2 separate regions of the Mus musculus genome follow, and region 1 is linked to region 2. The links are chromatin contacts, called in public Hi-C maps. All regions are on one chromosome and are shown on one strand. Each heading gives the region's core, a stretch centred on a gene start, on an enhancer-like site or on the middle of the called end of the contact. The rest is flanking DNA. Distances are from core to core; before and after follow the strand shown.

Region 1 (4,167 bases), core at 561-3,060, 67 kb after region 2:
CCTCTGCTGCTGTATGGTTGCAGGGACACTCAGCCAATGAGTTCCTAAGATCACATCCAGCTGCTCTTCATCAGAACCTGGAGGCTGAGACGCTGGAGTCCGGTTAATAAGTTGTACCTGGTGCCTTGTGCATCTTGGCAAAGGCAACCTCACCAGGAACTGTGGCAGCCAGATGAATAGCTCTGTGTGGCCATCTGGGGAATAGAATCAGAATTTAAGGGGAGGAAAAGTACAACTTAATTTTGAATGAACCTGAATGGGAAAGGCATGTCCCAAGAAGGGCAGGAGGAAGAAAACCCTTTCTATGGTAAATTCAAAAAATGTTTGGCTTTCCCCTTTGTCCTGGTGCTTAATTTGTTATTCTAGGCAACAGTGGCACCTGTTAGGTCCCCCTTCCCCTTGCTTTGTCAGTCACAGGGACAGCCACCACACAGCTCTCTCATTAGCAGATTAAATGGCTTTTAATAAGTGAAAAGTGCTTTCCAGTACCATGTACCATCTCCATGGTTTTTTTTCCCTTTGTAGCACTTCTAAACAGTTATATATTTTATTTGCTTCAAGAGGACAAATTAGCACCCCTCAAGCCCTTGTTTGCTTTCTCTATCACTCAAAAGAAGCTCTTTTCAATGTCTCCACCTTTGGGTCTAAACAAGGAATATGAGGCAACTCTATGATTAAGAAGAGCTCCTCTGTTGGATGATGATGATGGCACACACCTTTAATCCCAGCACTTGGGAGGCAGTGGCAGGCAGATCTCTGAGTTCAAGGCCAGCCTAGTCTACAGAGTGAGCTCTAGCACAGCCAGGGGCTACACAGAGAAACCCTGTCTCTTAAAACTAAAAGAAAGGGGGTGGGAGAAAAGAAGGAAGAAAACAATAGCCCCTTCTAATTTGTTTTTATTTTATGCAGGTGAGAGTTTTGACGACGGTATATATGAATGAGCACCGCATGCACGCCTAGTGCACATGGACGCCGATGAGAGAGAGCATGAGACCCGCTGAAATTTGAGTTGCAGATGTTCATGCACAACCATGCAGGTTCTGGGAAATGAGACCTGGGTCCACTGAAAAAGCAGCCAGTGCTAATTGCCGAGCCATCTCTTCAGCCCTGATAGCCACTTTTAAACTGTGATTCTGAAACAGCTTCAAGTTTGTCGGAGACAGCCAACAGTGGCGTGTAGGTGCCAAGCTTGCTGTTTTTAAATCATTACATTATAGGGTACCAAAGACTGAACCTTAGGTCTTAAGGCAAGGGAAGCTGATACTTACTGGCATTTTTTTTAAATCCCTAGCAATATTCTTACGAGAAAAACCTCAGATGCAAGGGCTGGAGAAACCCCTGCAGAAGTGTGCGTATTTATGTATATATATTTTGGTATACAAACACATACATGTACATACGTGTGGGTTCAAGGTCAATGTCCCATGGGAACTCTTTCTTAGCCATTCACCTTGTATTCTGAGGAAGGGTCTTTCACTGGGACCTGAAGCTCACTGGTTTGGAGAGAATGGCTGGCCACAGAAATCCCACCTCCACTCCTCAGAGGTCCTCATGTCTCCTTGGTGCTGGGAGAATAGACAGACAGCATCACACATGGCTCTGTTATGTTTGCCTGGGGATCGAGGTTAGCAAGCACTTAACTGACTTAGCCATCTCCCCAACCTATCTGCTGGGTTTTACAAAAGCAACATCCCACGAGATTGGCAGAACAGCAACTGCCCCAGGACCATAGACAATTACAGCCGCCCAGGGGCTAAGCTGAAAGCTCTGACACCTGGCTCTGCTCCACATGGAGACAGTAAATGCCAGCCAGAGGGAATGGGCCCAGTGCACACAGTCTGGCCATTGTGACAGGGGCTCTGCTAACCCTCTGAGAGAGGGACCAAGACAGAGCTCATCTCCAGGAAGCCGAAGGGAGCCAGGAAACAATCTGGCCCTGTGGGAATGTGGGGCACCTGGGAGGCAGGACGTGGATGTTTTGTTCCTTCAGTTTCTGAGCTCTTATCTAATAAGAGCTAAAGAGAAAGTCCAGACCTGAAGCCTCTGGCAAACACAATTCCCCCTTTGCAGACACATCTATCTGCATGCTCACAGTGAGGCCGGGGGATCATTAGCCAATGTGCCTGTCACGAGGCTCATGGGTATTGGCTGCCACTCAGGGGTCACTGTGATGTGGTTCCTGTTCAGTTCTCCTGTAAAGTGGCCTTTGCTCCAATTAAATAGGACTGCTTAACTTTGAACCGGGGCACAGAGCCCACCGTGCATTTGTCATGGGGTACATCAAAGCATCAGGAAGCTGTCAGGAGCTCTCCGGAGCTCTCCACAGGCCCTGGAAGCACTGGGCCATAACAAGGGCGTAAGCATGCTCATTTCCACATTCACTGATGTTGGGCTGCATTGTGGGGCCACCCTATCGGGCTTATGGTAGCTGCTGTTCAAAAGGCCAGTCCTTGCTTTGAAGTGAGCATCTTGAGAGGGGCTCCTGGTTAGAATCTGGGAAGGCATAAAAACAAGCCGGATTCTTTATGCCTATACAGGTTGCCCTCCCTGTACACAAACAAGTGGATTCATTGTAAGATATGGGGAAACTGCTCGTAGTATGTATCTGCTGATGCACTAAATGTAAATAGAACCTTAAGAAATAGTGATGAAGGCCATGTGTGAGCGTGCATGTGGAGGTCAGAGGATAATTTGGGCACCATTCCTCGGGGGCTGTCCACCCTGTTTTTTGAGGCAGGCCTCTTACTGGCCTGGAATTTCCTGATGGGGCTAGGGTGACTGTCCAGTGAGGCCCAGGAACTCCCTATTTCTGCCTCCCCAGCACGTGCATATCACCATACTTAGCTTCTCTCATGGGTTCTGCGGATCAGACTCAGGGTTCGTGCTTTCAGGCAAGGACTGTAGCCCCAGGTCATTGTGATGTGATTTGTTCTGTTGTTGTTTTGGCAATGGGGGTAGAACCCAGGGTCTTGTGTGTGCTAGGTAGGTAGGTGCTCAATGACTGAGTCATATCCTGGCCTGTAAAAAGCTTTCTATGGGAGGAAAAGAGAGTCTGGGGAGACGGGATGGAAAGTCCACGTCCTGCGCTGGAGAAATTCAATGTTTTCTTTCTTCTTGTCTGGTGAGACCTCCCAGGAGGCTTTACTCTCCCTTGAGTCAGACATCTCTTCCTGTCAAGGAGGGAGCAAGGTAAGAGAAAGTGAAGGAGCTCAAGGGTCACTGTCAAATGAACTCCTGCCAAGCATAAGGGGCTCCCTTCCCTAGTGAGGTAAAGGGAGGGATTCCTAAGAAAGTGAGGACCCAGGAGAACCTGGGCAAGCCGGAAGTGGTCAGCAGGGTGAATAGGCAGAGACACTGCGTGCAAGCTGCCACATGGTCCTGAACTGCCCATCCACAGAAGTTCACATACTGCTTCTGAGCCTAGAGGAAACCCAAAGCTGGTAAAAATGCATCTCCATGGTTTGTGTCCATTAAAAGGGACAGGGAGCTGGCAGCGGCCCCCACGGAGAGACAAGCTGAGCCCTGGTCATTTGACACTCTAGGGGTACTTACATCTTGCTCAGCAGTTTGAAGAGATGACTATATCCTCAGGAATCCCAGCGTGGCAAAGTATACCATCACTTTAGAGACAGGGAAATGTGAGATGCTTGGAGGTACCCGGGCTTGCCAAGGTCACACCGGAGCCGGGGCAGAACTTAAGTGACCAGGAAAGTCTGTGACAAGATGAGGGACTGTGACAAGGGCACGGGGAGGGAGCAGAGCACCCAGACAGAACTGAGCTAATGGGCAGCATAAATTCTTTAAGTGATTTCTTAAGCTTGAAATTTTATCAGGAATTTATTGTGCAAATTGGAATGCTGAGGGTCAAGGCTTGGAAGTTTCACCCCGAATAGCCTCTGTATCTCGTTAAGTACGTGCAAATTGGAATCACATCGCTGAGCACTGTGTCACAAAACCGAAAGCCCCCAAAACAGAGAGAGACAAAGAAGATTTGGGGATCAAGCCTTCTAACCCTAGACAGGCAGACAGTGTCTCTTCTTATAGGGTGTAATGAGGTCACATCATTCCCAGGACTGTGGTAGGTAGACAGTGTGGGTCAGCTTGTGTGACAGTGATGGAGTATCTCAAAGATTTTCCTGGGGAGACATAACAACATGTCAACTTACC
Region 2 (4,793 bases), core at 1,091-3,590:
ACACAACATTAAAGTAAAATCAAATCTTTTGTTTGTTTTATTTTGTTTTCTCTGTGTAGTCTTGGCCGTCCTGGAACTCATTCTTTAGACCAGACTGTCCTTGGAACACACAGCGATACTTGGAACACACAGCGATGCGCCTCACTCCGCCTCCCAAGTGTTGGGATCAAAAGTGTGCACCGTCACTGCCTAGAAAAACAAGTCTTTCTAAAAGTAACAATACCTGCAAATTTTTTAAGGAAAATAAGGTAGAGAAAGATTGAGGAAGACACTTGATGTTGCGCGCACACAGAATGGAGAATGTACAAGCACACGTGCAAACATGAAAGAACATCATTAAGCAGAAAAGACAAAACATTAATCTCAGATTAAATAGACTATGTGTGTTAGAGAGGAACGTCTAAACTTTCCAGCTAATGTTCTCCGGGGGCAAGTGATGCCGTTACACCATCAAATAAGACAAAGCAACTATGAGACAGAAGCAAAAGCCTAGGGCCCTTCGGATGCGGAGGCGAGGCGAGCACAGGCGAGCAGAAGGGGAGAGCAGAAGAGTGGCTGTGCTCTGCCCTTCAACACCATTACCCTCTCAGGGTCTCCTTTCTAGGTTTACCAACTCTTTCTTTCTTCCTTCTTCCTCCTTCCTTCCTTCCTTCCTTCCTTCCTTCCTTCCTTCCTTCCTTTCTGAGTGCAGGTCACCTGGCTTAATATAGTTCCCAGATGTATCCATTCTCCTATGTTTTAGGACTCATTTTTCTTTAGAGCTGAACGATCAACAGATGAACTGACACAGACCCTGCTCCTCCTCAGCCTCTCTTCTACATAAAGATGGGACCCACTGCCCCCTTAGTACCACCTAGAGCTACCAGATGACCTCTGACCCCTAAGTTCCATCTCATGGCACACAGTCACACAGGCCCAGCTCAAGAGCACCATGTGTGAACTAGTTTAGACTGTTACGGTGTAGGCATACACACTCTCACAACAGTGATGACTCAGTATCTTCTCTCTACATTAAGTGTCTTGAGACTCTCACCCCTTCTGGTGAGCCACATGTTGATTCTTGAATCCACCTTTAAGTGGATTTGTCAAAGCCAGTCTCTCTGATTGCCATGTTTGGATGAGGCTCCAAAGCCAGGGGCAGGGCCCAGGCACTTTGCTGGTGATCCACCATAATGAATGTCTGCTCCTGATCATGGGTCAGGAGAAAGGCTAATGAGGACGCTGTATCTTGTATCTTAGTGGTGGCAGAGGTGGACATGTTGCTGAGATACTGCTAGAGTTTCCTCGACAGCCAGAACCCCAGACCTGAACTCACTGCTATAACTAACTGTAAAACAGGATTTCAGAGACATCTGGCATCCCTCCATGCTTTTGAATTGTATCACTATGTTTGTATTGTTCTTTTAATCTTACAACATGAGGCAGAGAAGATTATTTTTGATGTCTCGTTAAATAAGACTTTACAAAACCCTGCCTGCGATGTTCAGTATTTAGAAACAAGAGCAGATTCTCTTGGTGGATTCCATCCCAACTCTTATTCTGTCCTTAATGGAGGAACACCATCTTTTGACTTAGGACTCCAGCTACCTACCAGCCACATAGGTAGACTCACCGAAGCGCCAGTCATCCTTAGGAGCTCTAATAGGAATCCCCAACCTGGGCAATCAGCAAGCAGAGCTCTTCTGGGGCTATGGCATACTGGCCAGCTGTTTTCAGGCACTTCCTGCTTGGCCAATGTTTGTGTCCGTTCTGCAAACTCCATGAAGGGCAGGGAGGGTGAACCGAGCTCTTCCTGCTGTATGGAGGTAGTGAGAGGCATCTGTCAGGACTGTGTGCTTGGAGGATTCCAAGTGTTCATGAAGACATCTTAGTGAGGGCTTGCACTCAGGGTTCTAGACCTTTCTTCAGAGTGATTTCCATGTTTAACTTCTCATTTTTGTTGTTGTTGTTGTTGCTGCTGCTGCTGCTGTTGTTGTTGTTGTTGTTGTTGTTGTTACAGCCAAGAACAGCTATGGCAGGACCACTTGAGAAGTCTCTGCACCTGCTGCAGCCTTTGGGAAAGACGGCTAATGGCTTGTTAGAAATGCCTGTGGTGGTTGCTGGCTCTGGCATGGTGTGGTTCTCCAAAGGCTGCAGTCCAGTGTCCCTGAGGTTCTCATAGTTCAGGAGGTGGGCTCAGCAAGGCAAAGCCATTTGAAATGACAAGCATTAGGTGATAGTGGCGGGGGAAGGGGGTGACAGTGGGGGAGGCTGTCTACAGACCTGACATCAGGGCAGGTATGTACTGCTCAACACAGTGCATCACCACCTCTGTGATCACAGGAAGCATGGGGGCCAGGACCATGCTTGCTCTTACAGAGAGAGAGACCTTGAAAAACAGGCAGTGATAGCGTTGGCTACCATCCCCACCACTGAAACCATGTCCACAGCTCCAGGGTTTCCTGAGCCACCCACCTTCAACTAGCAGTCACCCAGCTTCAAAGGGTTTCTTATTAGCATTCTCCCTGCCCCTGTTACCCTTCACCCCGCTGGGAACAAGATCATAACCTACAGAGAGCAAAGGCTGTCAGAGTAAAGAGCAATAACGGCTGTAGCCACAGTCATTTAGAATACACCCAGAGTGCTGACCACATATACGCAATACCTGTGAAAGGGCATGAAAGGCGTACCTTGCTTAGATGAGGAAACTGGTTCTGGGGATGGACATGTGTGAGGCTCTGAGGAACGGATGCAGGTATGTGAAGTGGTATTTAGCTCCCCCACACACCTCCAGTTGGCAGATTCCAGGAAGGACAGAGAGGAGGCATTCAGGGATTCAGGTGGAACAAACAGAAAACACTACAATGTGACAGCTCTGACAGCATGTCCCAGGGGTAAGCACAAGTCCTGTGAGTATGCACCATGACTCAAACAGTGAAGAGGCTGGGAAGAGGAAGTAGTCAGATGATGGGAACTGGAGCGGATGGCAGGCTGTGCGGATCTGCTCTTTTGTCTTGGGGGATGACAGCAAGAGTGCCTAATCAGATCTGCGGGCAGCCACACTAAGTCAAATGTTGTGGTTTCCCATTCACTGATGCAACAAAGCCAACACAGCTCCATGCATATTGTTGCTATCTTTAACTGAAAAGGTACCAAGGAGTTGGGGATGTTGTTTCGATGAGCTTGCTTGGCATTCTGGAAACCCTGGGCTCCATCCCCACAGCACCACATAAACCAGGTGTGGAGGTGCACACCTGTAACCCCAGTGCTGGGGATGAGGCACAGGAGGATCAAAAGCTCAAGACCACTCTGAGGCTACATGGCAAGGTTAAGGCCAGCATGGGCTAACATAAGACCCTGTCTCAAACATACAAACAAACAATCCAAGACAAAGTAAATACAACAAATAAAGATACCAACGAGCTGGGTGTGGCTCAGTGTTGGAAACCAGGTTACTGTTTGAGATGCCCAACACTATAAAACTGAAAATGAAAAGCAGAGATTCTGCAGGTCTTTCGCTTTGTTATTTTCAGTTTTTATTAGATTTATAGTGTGTATGTGTATCTGTGTAGGTATGTGCAATGTGTGTGCAGGTGCCCAGGGGACCAAAGAAGACACTGGACCTTGGATCTTACAATCAGGCAATGAGTGCTAGGAGTCGAACCCAGATCCTCTGGAAGGGTAATAGTCACTCCTAACTATGAGCTATCTCTTTGGTCCCTATAGTCTCTTCCTCCTCTTCCTCTTCTCCCTTCTCCTCTTCTTCCTCTTCCTCCTTCTCGAAGAGAACTAACTATTGGGTATACTGTTCAGTTTCTTCATTCCCACCTTGGTCATTGAATCTGATTCAGCAAATCCTGTTAGAGCAGACCCATCTTGTTCAACCAAACCACATTTCACAGCATCAGTTGGATCTTGTCTAAATGGAAGAACCCATAGTACGATGAAGTCAGCAAGCTTCTGCACGTGGGACAGAGAGCTGCTGCACACTCAGGACAAATCTTTCTCTATCAGGAGGACTGGCCTACACTCAGAGATGTCCCACTGAATCAGGAAATTGGGACATTCTACACGTTTCTTCATTCTTTTCTTTGAAAGGAAAGCCGGAATTAGTGTGTCAAGGCAATTGTATTTCTGAGATGGAAATTAAATTCTAGGTAATGCACTAGGCTCACATGAAACCTCGACAGATGTGACTCCTACAATAAGCATTTACAAAGTTCTCAAAGCATCAGCATTCTGAGGTGCAAGTTTATGACCCAGCATGATCTAGGAGTGGTCCCTCCTTCACTGCAGTCCCCATGGATTCTAGGAGCAATGTATAGGCACCCATGTCTGCAGATTCATTTGGAACTGGCCCCACCCTGTTAGATAATGGCTGTCCCTGGTTATGTGTCATACTTTGCCTTGTCTGCCTTCCATCTTCTGCTTGGTTCAGTCTGATCTATGTTTGCACCCTCCTGGGTCTCTCTGGCTAGCTGTGTCCTGTCGCGCCCGCTCTCGACCAGCAAGAATGACGCGACCACCAGTCCTTCTAACAGCAGTTTATTCAGTCTTGATTCTTCTTGTTTATATCTCCCCCGAACCCTGGGCCTCTCACTCCTTTTATACTCTCTCTCATCCACGCACCGCAGGCCATGCCCCCTCGCCAGTCACGAGGCTTCAGCTAATCAGGGCAGCAGGGGCAAATCTCCACCAAATTGGATTCACCTGTATCCTGGTACACCTGCACAGCACTCAAGATGTTTGTGTCTTATATGAGGAAGTCAGGTGCAAGTCATATGACTTAGCTGCAGTCCCTGGCGCCTTTGGGA

What was found. Hi-C and Micro-C count contacts between places; a contact is called where the count stands out from the background.
Region 1: a Hi-C map of the N1E-115 cell line shows a contact between it and region 2, with 2.2 times the contacts expected there. The contact joins two enhancer-like sites. A contact is called at or near these places in 6 of 39 promoter capture datasets (the 3T3-L1 cell line, 3T3-L1-derived adipocytes, the HPC-7 cell line and 3 more), 1 of 15 datasets of contacts at CTCF or cohesin (CD8 T cells), 8 of 484 Hi-C or Micro-C datasets (the 3T3-L1 cell line, the C10 cell line, CD4 T cells and 4 more), 1 of 115 datasets of contacts at active chromatin or transcription factors (embryonic stem cells) and 2 of 9 other capture datasets (adipose tissue and embryonic stem cells).

What each region holds. Positions count from the first base shown.
Region 1 is chr8:125,714,586-125,718,752 of GRCm38.p6, forward strand. No RefSeq gene overlaps it. Among named protein-coding and RNA genes, the nearest start is that of Ntpcr, 18 kb to the right of the region's middle. Within about 2 kb of position 1,811, at least 19 of the 459 cell types and tissues checked have an H3K27ac peak or open chromatin away from gene starts, as enhancers often do. A contact at or near this core is called in the N1E-115 cell line, where this site is marked.
Region 2 is chr8:125,646,666-125,651,458 of GRCm38.p6, forward strand. No RefSeq gene overlaps it. Among named protein-coding and RNA genes, the nearest start is that of Gm30871, 18 kb to the right of the region's middle. Within about 2 kb of position 2,341, at least 41 of the 459 cell types and tissues checked have an H3K27ac peak or open chromatin away from gene starts, as enhancers often do. A contact at or near this core is called in the N1E-115 cell line, where this site is marked.